2 separate regions of the Mus musculus genome follow, and region 2 is linked to region 1. A link is a contact called in public promoter capture Hi-C data. All regions are on one chromosome and are shown on one strand. The core of a region is the stretch at or near the end of the contact, and the rest is flanking DNA. Distances in the headings are between cores, read along the strand shown. Region 1 holds the start of Grik5 (glutamate receptor, ionotropic, kainate 5 (gamma 2)). Region 2 holds the start of Kmt2b (lysine (K)-specific methyltransferase 2B).

The links. Promoter capture Hi-C pulls out the DNA fragments that hold promoters and counts their contacts.
Region 2: a promoter capture Hi-C map of frontonasal cranial neural crest shows a contact between it and region 1. The contact joins the promoter of Kmt2b here to the promoter of Grik5 in region 1.

The regions. Positions count from the first base shown.
Region 1 is chr7:25,069,648-25,077,166 of GRCm38.p6, forward strand. Grik5 (glutamate receptor, ionotropic, kainate 5 (gamma 2)) reads right to left here and starts at 2,722. Exons shown (of 20, transcript NM_008168.2): 1 at 2,393-2,722. It overlaps Zfp574 (zinc finger protein 574), which reads left to right and starts at 7,160. Exons shown (of 2, transcript NM_175477.5): 1 at 7,160-7,519.
Region 2 is chr7:30,584,616-30,592,134 of GRCm38.p6, forward strand. It overlaps Kmt2b (lysine (K)-specific methyltransferase 2B), which reads right to left and starts at 4,111. Exons shown (of 37, transcript NM_029274.2): 1 at 3,740-4,111; 2 at 2,640-2,712; 3 at 379-2,414; 4 at 78-191. The coding sequence starts at 4,102. Zbtb32 (zinc finger and BTB domain containing 32) reads right to left here. Exons shown (of 6, transcript NM_021397.2): 2 at 6,442-7,350; 3 at 6,181-6,254; 4 at 6,018-6,086; 5 at 5,741-5,905; 6 at 5,066-5,592. The coding sequence starts at 7,253. The coding sequence ends at 5,315. Gm32082 (a long non-coding RNA gene) reads left to right here and starts at 4,164. Exons shown (of 3, transcript XR_003946734.1): 1 at 4,164-4,704; 2 at 4,904-4,990; 3 at 5,599-5,744. Mir3569 (microRNA 3569) reads left to right here and starts at 4,765; the gene lies at 4,765-4,822.

The sequences.
Region 1 (7,519 bases), core at 1,472-3,971:
TTCTCCTTACAGGTCCAGCCCCGGGGAGTTCAGCTCCTGGAGTGTTCTGGGCACTCCAGGCCTTTGGCAGTGTAACTGCTGGGCGGGATGTGCTTTGCCAGATGTGCACACGGATCCCTGGACCTGGTTGTAGACCATGTTCCAATGAAAGAGGGTTATTGCAGAGCCCAGAGCACTGTGACATGTGTCTAGTGTCCCCTGACATCCCACCTGGGGCCATGGAAAGCACTCCCAAGAAAGGGCAGAGTCACAAGCCAAGGCTTGGATTTGGCCTCTCTGGCCAGAAAAGTTCAGGCCAAGGAGAAAGGTTGCCTTAATCAGTCCCACACTTGCCTCTATTTCACTGACCTTGAGAAAGTCCTCCTCCACACCCCTCAGCCTTTGGTGAGGAGAGCCTGAGGGATACAAGGGCATGCTCAACAGACTGGTGGCTGCAGACTGCAATTTAGATCTAATGTGGAGGCTTGACCAGGACAGAGGAGCAAGGAATTCTGGGAGAGCTAAAAGGAGAGTTCTCAAGGGGAAGGGCAGGAGGGAAGGGGGTTCATCCTGGGACATCTGGAACAAATGGGGATCAGGGACTACAAACAAATAGACTGAGGCAGGGCAGAAGGGCAGAGACCCACAGGTGGCAGACACAAATGGGAACCAAAAGACAGAGGCTCAGTGCAGAGACGGTCTATGGAGAGTGAAAGGACAGAGGCACAGTGCAGAGAGAGTCTATGGGGAGTGAAGAACACAGAGGTCCATGCACAGAAAGGCAGCCCCCCAAAGTGCTGACCACAGCTAAGTGGGGGAAAAGGACAGACACTAAGTAGGACATTCACACCAGGATGTAATTCCTGCAGTCTGGAGGCAGGGGAATCACTGTGAGTTTGAGGCTAGCCTATGTTGCATCCTGAACCCTGTCTCAAAAACAAAGAGATGCTAGAGAAGCGGATGGGAAGTGCAAGGAGGAGCAGGGTCAGGTCAGTTCAGGACTCACAGACCTGAGACTCAGGCCTGGCAGATACAGACGCACGGAAACAGTGCCAGCAATGGGGGGGGGGGGGGGGGCTGAGGAGAGTGGGCCAGGTCCTACAGGTTGGAGGAGAGATGGGCAAGGGGAGACACGTGCAAAGGACAGGAGGCAGACAGGAGAAGAGAGGGGGCCCAAAGATGAATAACAACAAGTATAACAACCAAGGGGCCAGCAGGGTGTGCTGACACACACCTGTAATACCAGCTATCAGTAGACAGAGGCAGGAGGGTCAGGAGTTCAAAGCCAGACCCAGCTCCTTGGTGAGTTCCAGGCTAGCCTGGGCTATAGGAAACCCTGTCTCCAAAAGCAGAACAAACAAACAACCACAGCCTGAGACAGACACACAGAGAGTGTGAGCTAGGGACAAGCGCACAGCAGCCTAAAGAGGCTGAGGCCAGAGGGGCAGAATCCAGGATGAAAAGGCTTGAAGAAGAAGCGCACAGGGAGAGGGCTGACCACACAAGCGAGAGAGAGGATGAGCCAGGAGGGAAACTGAGTCAAAGCGGATGCCCTGGAAGGGCATAGCAGCATACACAGAGGATCCCAGAGTCCCCAGCCCACGGGTACTGGGAGGGATGGAAGCTAAAAGGCCAGGTGGTGTGGTCCAGAAGTGGAGAGACTGGGATGGTGGGTGGAAGAACCCGGGCAGAAGCCAGGGACAGAGAGCAGTAGATGGGGATGACTAGGGGCCCACAGTGGGGTCTGGGGGAGGGAAGCAGAAAAGTGAGAGATAGAGGCTGGAGGTGGAGAGGATCAGGCAAAGAATGGAAAGACAGAGTGGGAAGAAGACTAGATGAGAACTAGTGTCTCATCAGAGTCAGATGCAGAGCCTGGCTTAGGAGAACAGCGGAGAACAGAGAAGTTGGGCAGAGTTGGACAGGCCTGGGAGACAGGCGAAATACAGACTTGAAAATGTAAAGGCATCTCCAGAAGACAGACAGAAGGTGCAATGGGGCCGGGCCTATGGTAAGGCTTAGTGAAAGAGGTGAGAGAGAGAGAGAGAGAGAGAGAGAGAGAGAGAGAGAGAGAACCCAACACACAACAACACACAAGAAGTCAGGAGCCAGTGTGGGTCTGGGACCCAAAGCTTGGAGGAGGGACAATCCAGGAGCCAGTGAAGTGAGCTGGCTACCACAGGACCCCGGAAAGCTGGGACTGAGGGCAGGTGTGAGGTGTGTACCCAGAAGTAAGGGTGAGAAAAGAAGAGGTCGTGGAGAATGAGAGGTTGAGAGGGAGGGCACAAAGCAGCGAGAAATAGGTTCCTTGCCATCCACGGGGAGCAGGGACTGTGGGGGCCCCCGCCAGCCGGACAGGGAGCCTGGCCTTCCAGGACCCAGGACCCAGCCCAATCCCCGCCCTGCAGACACTTACGGATCCTGGTGGGACGGAGGGCTGGGCTCCCTCGAGGCCCGAGGAACGACAACCAGGAGGTGCTCCGATGCTGGGTGCTGGTGAGGCTGGGGCCGGGGGAGAGGGCAGTCCACTGGGCCCCCTCCCCCGCCGCCGGCGGTGGCCCCCAACTAATCCAAAACGGTGTCTCCCCAGCAGCGGGGAGGAAGGACAGGTGGAAAAGCAAAGGGCGGGCCAGGAGGGGAGGAAGGGGAAAGGAGAAAATGGAGGAGAGAAGGGGAGAGAGGAGAGGGGGAAGGAGCAAACGGAGGGGAAGGAGGGAGGAAAGGAGGAGAGGAAGGTGAAAACGGAAGGGAGGGGGGCACAGGCAAAGCCGGGGGAGGGGGAAGCCGGCCCAGGAAAGGGCCCCCGCCCCCTCCCCTAGCCGGGCCGGCCTGGGGGGGGCACTGGGGGTGAGGACTGGGTGGAGAAAAGAAAGCCAGCCATCGGGGGGAAGTGGGGGAGGGGAGGGCCTGCTGGGGGGGAGGGGGCCGCCCCCTTCCCCCCCCTCCCCCCAGAGCCTTGGCCCTGCCCTGGATGAGGCTAGGGCCGGGAGTCCTCAACCCCTCAGTCCCCACGGGAAAAACATGCTTGAGGGCCAGGAGAGGCCGGTCAATGAAGGGGCTAGCGAGGACAGAGCAACTGGCAGCCCTGGTGAGACCAAGAAGGGAGGCAGACGAGGTGGCGAGATGAGGTGGGAGGAGAGGATGGAGAGAAGCAGGTGGAACGGGAAGGCGGAGGAGGGTGGGGTGTCCCGGGGCCCGCCGGCTCTCGGTGGGAGGGCCTGGCCGCACACTCTGGTCCCCTGTGAGCGGCAGCCGCTGGCGGCTCCGTGTCCCCAGCCGGGCCTGCCTCCTTGCTGCCGGCCGCTACTACCGCTGCCGCCACTGCTCCTTCTCCCCTCCTAGGCCGCCGCCTGCCCGCCCGCCCGCGCTGAGTCCTGGAGCGCGGGGGGGTGGGGTGGTGGTGGTGGTGGTGGTGGTGGTGATGGTGGTGGTGGTGGTGGTGGAGGGGAGAGATGAAGGGAGGGAGGCAGGGAGGAGGGCGGGCAGGAGGGAGGGAGGCAGGCAGGCAGGGAGCAAGGAGGGAGGGAAGCAGAGGAGGGGGAGATCGTATTGGTCGGGCTGGGGGGCCCTGCGAGGAGAATGCTGATGAGAAGAGCGAGCTGCATTGGATGAAGGGCCAACCCCCGGGGCCACCCCCTCCAACCACACCATGCCACCGCCCTGCCCAGGCAGCCCAGGATTCTGGAGCCCATGGAGCTGAGAGGCATTGGTGGGGAGAACTGAGGGAAGGGCCTAGAGATGGGGAGAGAGGACTACAGAGATGGAGAAAAATGCAGGGAAAGAGACAGCCAGCCATCAAGACCCAAGAGAGGTGGGCCAAGGCCCACAAACTCCACAAGGCCAAGGAAAGCCAGCCATGGAAAAGCAAGCCACCTGAGGACAAGAGAACAGCATATAGGACACAGAGGTGTTTGAAGGTGGCAGAGGCCAGAGACAGAAAGACTCCTCAGAATAGGGAGCCATACACAGAAGGAGCAACCAGGAAGCATACACGGGGCCCAGTAAGCTAGGAGAGGTCTCCTGATGGAGACAGCCCCATGGGTACAGGAGACCCACAGAGACAGTCACGTGGCTCATAGACATGAGAGGACCACTGAGGCAGGCATGGCAAGCTGGGAGACATAGAACTGGGAAGCCTCTGGAAACGGGCTCAAGATGTTGAGGGGAGGAAGGGATTCTCCATTGTGCACAGAGAACTCCTGGGGACCCGTGGAGATGAGTGGGAAGCCAGAAGAGGCCCTCATCTTTTAGTCACCTGAGCAGTGAGGCAGTGGGAGGGGGTGACAAGATGGCAGAGCTGAGAGAAGCACCCTTTCTTAAGGAATACTGCCGTCTCCCTGAGAAAGCCCAGAAGGGCAGGGGGATGGAACAGAAAATCCACACAGATCTTCAAGTGGGGGTGGGTGGTGCAGGGCTGGGTGTGTGTGTTGGGGGGTGAAATTTGGGGGGAAGGAACATGACAGTTGGCGCTGAAGGCTGAGCCCGTGACTCACCACCACCCCCATGCTCGTGATGGGGAGGAGACACTGACACTCTCACGTGCAGCCCCCAGCACATGTGACCACATGCCTCGCACACACAGTTGGCACGTGGCAACTCAGAGTATTGCAGGTCTGGCTTGGTGAGCTCTGACTTCGTGGGACATGCCCAACAACATGTGACATAATATATCTGACCCTGTAGGACCACCAAACTTGTCCATGCCTCTTTATCCTTCTAGGGTTAACATCCACAGTCTCCTTAACACCCACATTCCGTTCTAGCCAAGCCTGAGGCCAGTACTTCATGCCTGCCTCTCCGTATCTTTGCTGATCCAGGGATGGTATTATCCACCCTCTCTAAACATAATCTGTCCCAAAAGGTCCAGTCCAGTGCTACCACAGCACAGTGTCTGACCCGAACAGGTTTCCTCTGCAGAGAAAGGACGTAGGCAGCCCAAATTAAGTTGGGATGCCCGAGCGGTTTTAGAGAGAGGAGCCTGAGAAGCTAAGCTGGGACCTCAAGAGGGAAAAGGGGGCCTCAGCAGGAACAAAACACTACCTGCAGGCCCAGAGCCTGCCAAGAGCTCAGTCTGGTCTGCACTTGGGCTCCTACACAGGCGATTTCACCCCAAGGGCAAATCCAAACTACACTAGCAAACAGCTAGGCCCAAACCTTAGGGCTCACTACCTCCTACCTTAATCTTTTACTTTAAAAATCTGCTGTCTTCCCCTTCCCCCTTTCCCTTCCCCCATCCTTTGCTTTGCTCTTCCTGAAGTCAACCATTCACCCTTTGATCCCAAACAATCCACCCACCGGGGAACTGAGTATAGACCTAGGGAACCATCTCTTGGGGTGGAATGATGGCTTTCTTCTCTCCCCGTGGGAACCTGGACACATGACTTCTCCCGGCCTGTTTCTTAGCACCTCATGGTAACTGTCTCTGAGAGGACTGGTAGAATTAAATAATGAATGAAAAGCACTGGGCAGAATTTCCATTGTCACCTAACACACTTGGATGTCAGTTACCACTAGGCACCTCAAGATACTAATCAGATACTAAAAGTAAGTCCTCGAGCCATGTGTAGTGATGCATGCCATTAATCCCAGCAGGCAGACAGAAGCAGGGGGATCTCTTGAGACCAGCCTGGACTACATACGAGTTTCAGGGTTACATAGAGATGCTGTCTCAACAATTATTTTCTTTTTTGGGGGGGGGGTGTCAGACAGGGTTTCTCTGTGTAGCCCTGGCTGTCCTGGAACTCACTCTGTAGACCAGGCTGGCCTTTAACTCAGAAATCCACCTGCTTCTGCCAAGTGCTGGAAAGGTGTGTGCCACCACTGCCCAACAAAAATTAATTTCTATATAGCAGTATTTACTTAGTGTCTCGAAAACCCGGGACAAAGACTAGCATCCCTTTTCAGAGATAAAAACAAAAACAAAAGCCGGGTATGGTGGCGCACACCTTTAATCCCAGCACTCGGGAGGCAGAGGCAGGTGGATTTCTGAGTTCAAGGCCAGCCTGTTTTACAAAGTGAATTCCAGGACAGCCAGAGCTATACAGAGAAACCCTGTCTCGAAGAACTAAAAAAAACCAAAACAACAACAACAACAACAAAAAAAACTAAACCTGAGACAGAGTGGAGTTGTTTTGCCCAAAGTCACAGCTAAGAAGTACCAGGGCCAGGATAAGCAGCCTAGTTAGAACATGTAGGTATACTTGCTAGGGAGTCCAGTAAGAAGACATCCAGCTAGACATCCAAAGGAGGGCACACACATGGTGACAACTGGAGACTCAGACCTACCTGTGGTTCTGTGTTCAAACCCCTCCTAGTTTTTCTGAGCTTCAGTTGGGGAAACGGGGGACAGTTTGACCAACCAGATGCACCTCTGATAACTCCCTTAACCTTGGCTTCAAGAGGGAGCTTCCTGAAAACTGTGGTGTACTTGTGTGGAGTCCAAATATGGATACTGGATCTCTTCAGTCACTCGCTACCATATTACATTCAGGTGTGTGTGTGTATGTTCATGTATGCACACTCTGGTATATGCAGAAGTCAGAGAACAACTTACAAGAGTCAGTTCTCTCCTTTCACCCTGTGGATCCCAGAATCAAAACTCCAGATCAGGCTTAGCATGTGGCTTTACGCGCTGAACCATCTCCCTGGCTGGCCTGGAACTTCATGTTTTCCCAGGAAATTCTTCCCATGCCTAGGGGTCCTTAACTGTAACTGTGTGGAAGGGCAGTCACCTGGAAAGATACCTTTAATGCTCAAAACAGGAGAGGCCGAGTCAGGCGGATCTCTGTGAGGCCAGCCTGTTCACAAAGCCAGACCATGCCTCAAACAAAAACAAGAACAACTGACTCGATCCACTACAAATCCCATAAACTTCCTTCTTCAGGTCTTCCACCCCACACCCTCAGCTTCTTCCAAGGGACCTTACTAACGGGGCTTTTCCTTTCTCCTTCCATTTCTCACTTCCTGTCACGTACCTCTTCCTCTAAACTCCCTCTCCTGACATCTTGTTTCCATTCTACTCTTCCTCGATTTCCCCGTTCATCCTCTTAATAGGAAAAAAAAGTCTTAAGCCTTGTTTTGTTCCTTTTGCCCTGTGTGACTGCTGCTGCTTGGTTTCCTCTCCCATTCACGCCGAGTGGTGTCTCTTTTTTTTTTTTTTTTTTTTTTTGCCACTGGCCCTCAGGGATCCTTGACTGTAACCCGCCGGCCTCCAGGGCTTTGCGTGTCTCTACAGCCTACACTGCCCGAATCCCCTACGCCTAGCTTGTCAGGCGCCCCCAAGATGGCGCCTCCAGCTTCGTCCCGCCTCCCGACGTCATCGCGCCCTCTCCGCTCAGCGCTCCCCTTTCGAGCTATCAAAGGCGGAATCCGAGAAGAGGTGGAAGAGGAAGAACCTCCAGGGAGGATTAAAGAGGCGGGTAGTATCCACCTGGAGGCCGACCAGCGAGGGAACATTGCTAAAGGATTGGCTGGGCGCTGCGCGATCCCACCCCTCCGCTCTATTGGTCGAGGCTTCAGGAAACCTGAGCATCGATTGGTCTAA
Region 2 (7,519 bases), core at 2,861-5,360, 5.5 Mb after region 1:
CAGGAAGAGGTGTGGGAAATGGTTCCATGTGGTTCTGCAGCCAGCCTTCTTCAGAAGACCCTCCTCTCACTGCATACCGAGGCTCGATCTCTCTTAGCTTCCATGGATTCATCTTCAGACCTGACACAGCCTCTGTCCGGGGTCTGTTTGACAGTCCCCACAGCCTCCTCGGTTTGTACTGCAGGGCTTAGCTGGTGGGGGAAATTAACAGGGTCAGGGGCTGCAAAGTGAAGACCAGTGGGAACAGGGGAATAGGAGAGGGAAGGGATAGGGTCAGGGTAGAAACAATTGGGAGGTAAAAGGGAAACTGGTCCTGCATGTCCGGCTAAACACTTATCTAGACTGAGTGCAGGGACTTGCTCAAAGTAACACACTCACCGGCATTGAAGCCGCCACTTTCTGCTGTTGCTGTTGATCGATCTTGAATAACTGCACCTTAGCTCTCTTAAGAAGGCTAAACATTTTCTCCTCCACCCCAGATAGTGGCAGGGAACCCAGACTTGCAACACGGGCCTTTTCCAGTGGTGGTGTGTGTTGTGGTGATGGAGGTGGCTGCGCTTGTGGTTGCTGTGGTGGTAGTGCCTGGGGTAGGAGCTGGGTCTGCAAGGCCTGCGGGGGCTGCTGGAGCTGAAGCTGCTGGCCTTCACTCAGAGCTGGAGCTCCATGGGGGGGCACCTCAACCTTAACAGGACTGGTGACCACAGGGACAAAGCGAGGCAAGCTGAGGTGATTGGTCCGCCCCACTGCCCTAGGCTCAGGCTCTGCTGGAGAGTCATCAGCAGGAGGCAGCTCTGGCTCAGGGGTTTCAAGAGCCCCAAGAGGAGGAGGGGTAAGCACCGATTCATAGATCTTCAGGTGGGCTTCACTTGGGGTAAACTGAGGGGCCCGAAGGAGCAAGGGCCTCCGGGAGGGAGTGGCAGGGGCAGGTGGTGGAGATGGGGCTGGTGGAGGAGCAGGTGGAGGTGGCGGCAGCTCCCGGGTTAGTGAGGTCCAGCGAAATGTGGGTTCCCTTAGGATAGACCGCCTCTTCTCAGGGAGTGGGACTGGGGTAGATGGGGGAGTTGGGACACGAGGTGGAGAGGAGACTGGTACTGGTTCCTGGGGAGCAGGTGGGGAGGTTGCAACAGGAGGTCGAACAATAGAAGCCTCCACCTTTGGAGGTTTGGGAGGATCTTCATCCATAAATCGCCGGGGTGTCTTGATAACACGGGAGGAGCGAGCACTCACTACAGGCATAATAAACTGCCGTATATTCTTTAAAAAGGTGGTACTTTTGGGGACCACAGTAGGACTGTCTTCCAAAGGGCTTCCTGTGGTGGTGCTAGGGTTTGGAGTGGGAGAAAGGGTGCCCTCTGGTCCTGACCGAGCAGCTTCCCTCTCTGCCCGCTGGCTAGGAGTCAGGGGAGGCCTGCCCCTCTTCCTAGAGCATGTAGCTGGGACAAGAGGAGGAGACTCTTCCTGCTTCTCTGGGGCTGGATATGGGGGAGGGGAAAGTGGGGGAGGAGGAGAAACTGGGGGTGGTAGAGGGGATGCTGGAGGTGGAGGAGATGTTGAAGGGGGTGGTAGAGGAGGAGGTGGTGAAGGGACTGGAGGAGTCAAGGGTGGTGACGGAAGCTTTGCCTCTTCCTTCTCCTTGGCTAGCATCGCTTCTTCCTCAGCCACAGCTCTCTCAGTCTCCTCCTCTTCCTCTTGCTTGTTGTTATCCTCATTGTCATCTTTTTCTTCCTTCTCTTCTCCCTCCTTCTCCTCCTCCTCCTCCTCCTCCTCCAGTTTCTGCTCCTGTTTCTTTCTACACGAGCCCCTTTCTGGTTCATCTCCATCTTTTCTTTGGGGGGCATCCTGCCAGCTTTCCCCACGTTGACCATGACCCTGACCTGATTCTAGTTCCTGGGACAATTGTCCCATCTTCACTTTCTTGGCCTTGGAAACAAACTTGATCATAAGGGGAAGTCCGCCTCGGCCTCTGCCCCTGCCTCCACGGCCTCCTCTCCCAGGCTGTCCTCCACGTTTGGGGGTTCCAGGTCCTGGACCAGGTCCCTCCTTGCATTTCCAACTGCCAGCTTTGTTCTTTACTGGAACCACAGGGGGCGGAGGCTCGGGTTTAGGGATTGTCACAGCCGCTTCTGCTAACACTACTGCTTGCTGCTTTTTCCGGCAGGGACCGGCTGGCCGTCCTGGGGGCCTTCCCCGAGACCGTCGGGGAGTAGAGGGTTCACGTGCCCGTGCCCGGCTCCGGGGGGGTTGGGGTGCTTGGGACCGCCGGAGAAGTTCAGTCAGTGCCTGCACCATCCGTTCTGTGCCCTCCTCACCCCGTTTCCGAGTAGGGGCCTTTGGGGGGACAGGAGTCACATCTGCTAGGCGAGGAGGAAGGGGGGTCGTCTTATGCTTGCGGCCCCGACCCCGAGGGGCTCGACCTAAAAGGAGAACAGTTGTGGGGAGATGGGTCAAACTGGCCCTTCAGTCTTAAGAAAAGCACCCCAGAAAGACAGGATACTAAGTCTTACTTGTCTGTTTTTCCCCACAGCCCAGGCTACCTTGGACTGAACACAGGACACTCAGTAACTGGTAGAGACTAGCTGAACACAAAGGGCAAGAACCTTCCCGCAACACTAGAGAGGTAGAGTTTCCCCATCACTCACCTCGCTGGGACCGAAGCGCAGAGCGCAGGGAACTGGGGGCCACATCTTCATCTGAATGAAAACCCTGAAACTCCTGATTTAGGGGACCAAGGGTGAAGGGGAGAAACAGCAGTCAGTACCAAAGCCCTGGTTCCATCTGGGCTTCAGGTGTTGCAGATATGATAGTTATCGTCCACCTTAACATACTCCTCCTCATTTACCAAAGAACTTAAAAGACTGAGGCAAGGTCAGAAGGAATAAAGGTACAAGGCGTTCTTGAACCAGACCATTCCAGCACAGCCATCAGTAATTCACTAGCCCAGAAGAAAACACTAGAGGGTCTCCTCGAGTTAAGCAATAGGCATTACAATGAGGGCTAATTCCAACTTAAAACAAAGTAGGTCCTCCATTTACACCCTTGCAGGGCATTCTTAAAAATGGGGAGTGTTTGGGGGAGATGAGAGGTGGAGCAGATGGTTTATCATATTAGAATCCACTCTGAGCCCTCAGAGGACAGCTAGCTCTCCTAAGCAATAGAATCCACACCCTCCTGCCTTCTCCAAAAGGCTGAGAGGGATAAACCATGACTGCACTCACTCCAGATTCAAGACTCAGCATTCATTCTATCCCTCTTCAACCCGCGCCTAAGAAGCCTCCACCACTCTACCTTAGAACCAGAGAGCAACTGGGGCCCTGGTGGAACCAGGGCAGGGATATGTCGCGGATTTTAAGGGCCAAGGAGGCAGCCTGCAAGTAAGAGCCCAGGAGGCTCTCTAGCCTTGGTCAATTAAGGCCACGCTGCTGCTGTCAACCACCGCTGGTCCGGCATGCAATCCCTATGGCCTCTTCACCCACTCCTGTCCTGCTCTGCCATTGCTACCGCGAAAGATCAGCTCAGGACACCAATTGGGCTCCAGGCGTCTAGCTGCAGTCAGGGTTTCTCTGATCACTTTCAAAGGCCCTAGCTACCCAAACGCTCCACGCAGCCTGCTTCCTTCGTGCTTCTTTCCAGGAGCCCCGAGAATCCCACTTGTCCACAACACCCTTCGGAGCTATCCGGAGCCCTGCAAGCCCCTGGCCTCCGCCCTACCCGGCGCTAGAGACACCTCCGACCGCCTCACCTCCTCCTCGGATTCCCCGTCACTGCTCTCTTCCTCCGGCATGCAGCCTCGGTTCGGGCCCCAGCCCCGTCCCCGGCCGCGGCCTCGGCCTCGCTGAACTCGCGCACCAGCCCACAGGCGGCGGAGCCGGCGCAGGCCCCGGCGAAGACCCAGCAAACGGAGCAGGGCCGTGTCCTCCCCGGGCTCGGCTCCTCCCGGCCCCGCCGCGCCGCCACCGCGCCGCAGGGCTACCCGCACTCTTTCGGCTCCGTTGCCTCGGCCGCCGCGGCCCCCGCCCCCGCCGGAACCCCGCGGCCGGCCCGGGAAGCGGCCCCGTGCGGAGCCAGGCCCGGGGCAACTGCCGCCGCCCGCCGCCGCCGCCATCTTGGCACCGTGAGAGGGGCCGGGGAGGCGGGGGGAGGGGCAGCCCGTGCGCAGGGCCGGGGGGGAGGGGAGAGGAGGGGAGGAGGGGCAAAGCGGGGCGGCTGCGGCTCACGACAACAACCAGCGCCGCTGTGGGGCGGGCAGGAGCCGGGGGCTGGGCTGGCCACGCGCGGGGCACCACGGGAGCAGGAGTCCTGGGCCGGTCGGCCGTCACCCTCCAGCCGCACCTGAAGAGCGGACCCCGCGTCGCGGCCTGAGAGCGGGAGGCGCAAGGTCTTCTGGGGAATGTAGTCCAGTCGCCTTGCTCCTTCCGCCGACAGCTGGGGCGCGAGAACTGGGAATACCGGGTTGGCGACAGAGACCAGGAGAACCAGTTCCTGGTCTCCAGGAGGTGTGGTTCCCGGCTCAGACTCCTCCCATTGTTCTAGTCGGAACTAGCGACCTGCATGGACTACCATTCCCAGGGTCCTTCCCAGGGTACCGTTGGCTTCGGACCCTGGGAACCCGACGGACACACAGTAGACGAAGTTAGCTATTGCGCTAGGCGTTGGCTGAGGGGAGGGCGGCGGCGCTGGATTAGTCTCACTTCCAGGCGCAACCCGGTAGCCGCATTGCCCGGCGCGGAGGGGAGATGCTGGAGAGGCTAGTCTTCCGTCCCTTACTCGGAGGAGAGCAGACCGGTGGTCGAAATCCGGACCTCAGTCTGCGCTCCTCTCCAGCCCTAGACTACGCGCGCGGTAGATTGCTGTGGGAGGAACCAGAGTCTTGGGGCGCCTCAAAGCCACCTTTCCTCTCCCGCAGGGTCTGGAGCGCCTTTGCCGCGTGCTGCCCTCGGGAATTATACGAAGCCCCCCGGAAGGAGAAGTGTGACCCTCTGTTTATTGAATGGTGAATGGCCAGCAGGGGCCGCTACAGGGCAAGGGTGGAAACCCCCTAGCACAGAGGAAAAGTCTGGACTCGTCCTGACTGGAGCACAGGAAACTTTATTATAGTGATGAAATTGACAGTCCCCAGTTAATCTTCACCGAGTTAATTGTCCTTTAACTCGGGCTCGCCAGGCCGAGGCTTCTGCAACTCGCTTGTCCCGGAAGGGTTCGTAGCTCCTGTCTCGCAGTTCTTCTGTGGTTAAATTTGCCAGGCCGCCCTAGCTGAGCCCTTCTGCCTTTCATTCTTTGGACTCTTTGTCAAGCCAGAGAAGCTACCAACACCCGGTCAGGTGGCAGCAGAGGAGGTAGGACTACCGGGAGAGCTGGAGGCCCGGGTCGGCCTCGAGGAAGAGTAGAGGAAGGTGGAGCGTATGGTCCATCCAGGCGGCAGCCGGCTGGGCGAGTGGCCACGCATGTGCGCCTGCATGGAGGCCAGGCTAGGGCAGCCAGCCCTGCACAGAGGGCATCGATAGGGAGCAGCCCCATGTGTCCTCAGGTGCTTGGTCATGGCAGAGAAATCCCGGGAGCGCTGAGGACAGAGGCTACAGGAGAAGGGCTTCTCTCCTACAGGTGGAGGAGAAAGCCAGAGAAGGAAGAAATGGGCGAAGGCTCTCCAAGCTAGGGGTGCGTCGAGCAATAGGGCAAGGGAGGAGCTGGCAGGCCGGCGATGGAAACGAAAAAGATAAATTCACACTGGGCAGGATGCCCATACCTGTGTGGACTCGGTAATGTGTCTCCATCTGATGCTTGAGTGAAAACCTCTTTCCACACACAGAGCAAGAATAGGGCCGAGAGCGAGCAGGAGAGGGTAAAGGAGGGTGTTGGTGAGATGGGCAGTTCAGTGTGCGCTCCTGACTCACACAGGTTGCCAGTGTGCCTGTGTGGACAGAGAAATGGCGTGACCCAGACAGAATCCCTGAGGCCGAATCAATACAATGTCTAAACGATTTGGTGAGGAGAGGGGAGGCGGCAGCTCTCACCCTACTTACCTGTGAACCCTTGCCCAGACGTTTCTATCTGCCAAGGGCTGAGGGTTTCAGTGCCCTGGGGAAAAGATCCTGGAAACAGAGTGAAGTAGGGGCCCTGCTAAGGCTGGACTCCTGGAGCCCAGCCACTGGGCAAAAGCCCTGTGTGGAATACTGAGGGGCTTACCTGGAGTGGGGCTAGAGGAAGCCAGCTGATTCTGACTCCAGAGAGCTTTGGAGTGGTTCAAGGTCAGTGGGATCCTGGGTGGAGAAGAATTACAGTCTTGGCAAAGCCTGAGAACCTAACTGACTCTGGCCTGTCTTGTGATGACAATATTTGTTGTCTCTAACTCAGGAAATGTACACTGAACCCTTCCAACCATCACTGCTGCCTCTCCGGAGCCACTCCCTCCCTGCCTAGATGTCCTCCTTTAAGCCTCTCACTCACCTCTGATCTTGAGGCCGGACCTGCCAGGCCGCAGTGATGGGGGTACTATGGGAGAAGGGAGCACCGTATCTGGAGGGCCACAACAAGATGCTCCACAAGGCCGACTGGCCCTCCCCCAACCTAGGGACTTCAGCCCACCAGGGCCTGGGAATGAGGCTAGTTAGGAGGGAACCTGGTGGGGAAAGGGGATCAGGGCACCCACGAAGACTCTCCTCAGAGCCCTTGTGGCTCTCGATACCTCGCATGACCTCCTCTGAGCTCATCATCCTAGTTGCTCCTGCCATCTCAGGCCTCTCTCCGGGTGCTTTATGCTTGTGTGACATCTCCTGTTCTCTCCCATTACTTCTAAAATCCTTCTCTGGCTTCTGTTTCTCTCCAGGACTCCCAAGTCCTCTCTCAGAGCCCCTCATGAAGTCTTCTGATTGCTGGTGCCTCTTCAGTCCTGGATCCAGCTCATCTTCATCCTTGCCCTTTTGAGCTCTCTGACAGGCCTCTTCCAAGGCCTGTACCCCCAAGGCTTTGGCTGCCTCTTCAAGGTCCCCCAGCTCCCCAGGCTGTAGCTCTATACTCTCTCCATAGACAAAGGTCAGAATCTGAGCAAAGGTGGAAGGGCTTATGTCTTCAACCAGAGCCCACCGGCCCCTGCAGCCAAGCCTTGGGCTTGCACCTGCCAGCACTAGGCTGTGAGCCGGGAACTCCAGGCCCCCTACTGTGATCAGGGTATCACACAGTGCTGGCCGGAGTCTAGCCGCTAACTGTACCAACCTATCAGAGCCATATGGGCTGATTAGTCTTGTGGGGGTCTGGGGCATTGTTCCTGGCTAATCTACCAGTTTCACAGGCTCTGAGAGGAAAGCCACAATGGGGGATCCATGATTGAAGTGGGAGAGAAACCGCATACTCTCTGGCCTGTGAAGGGGAAGGGAGAAAGAGTGAGTGTCTGGGCTCAGATTGGTGCTGTCTGTCCTGAATGAATCAAATAAACTAAGCCAAAGGCCAGCTGTGGGGATGCCACACTAGGAGAATGCACACTGGGCCAGAGGTTAGGTTTGGGGCCTGAAGAACGACAGCCAGGCAG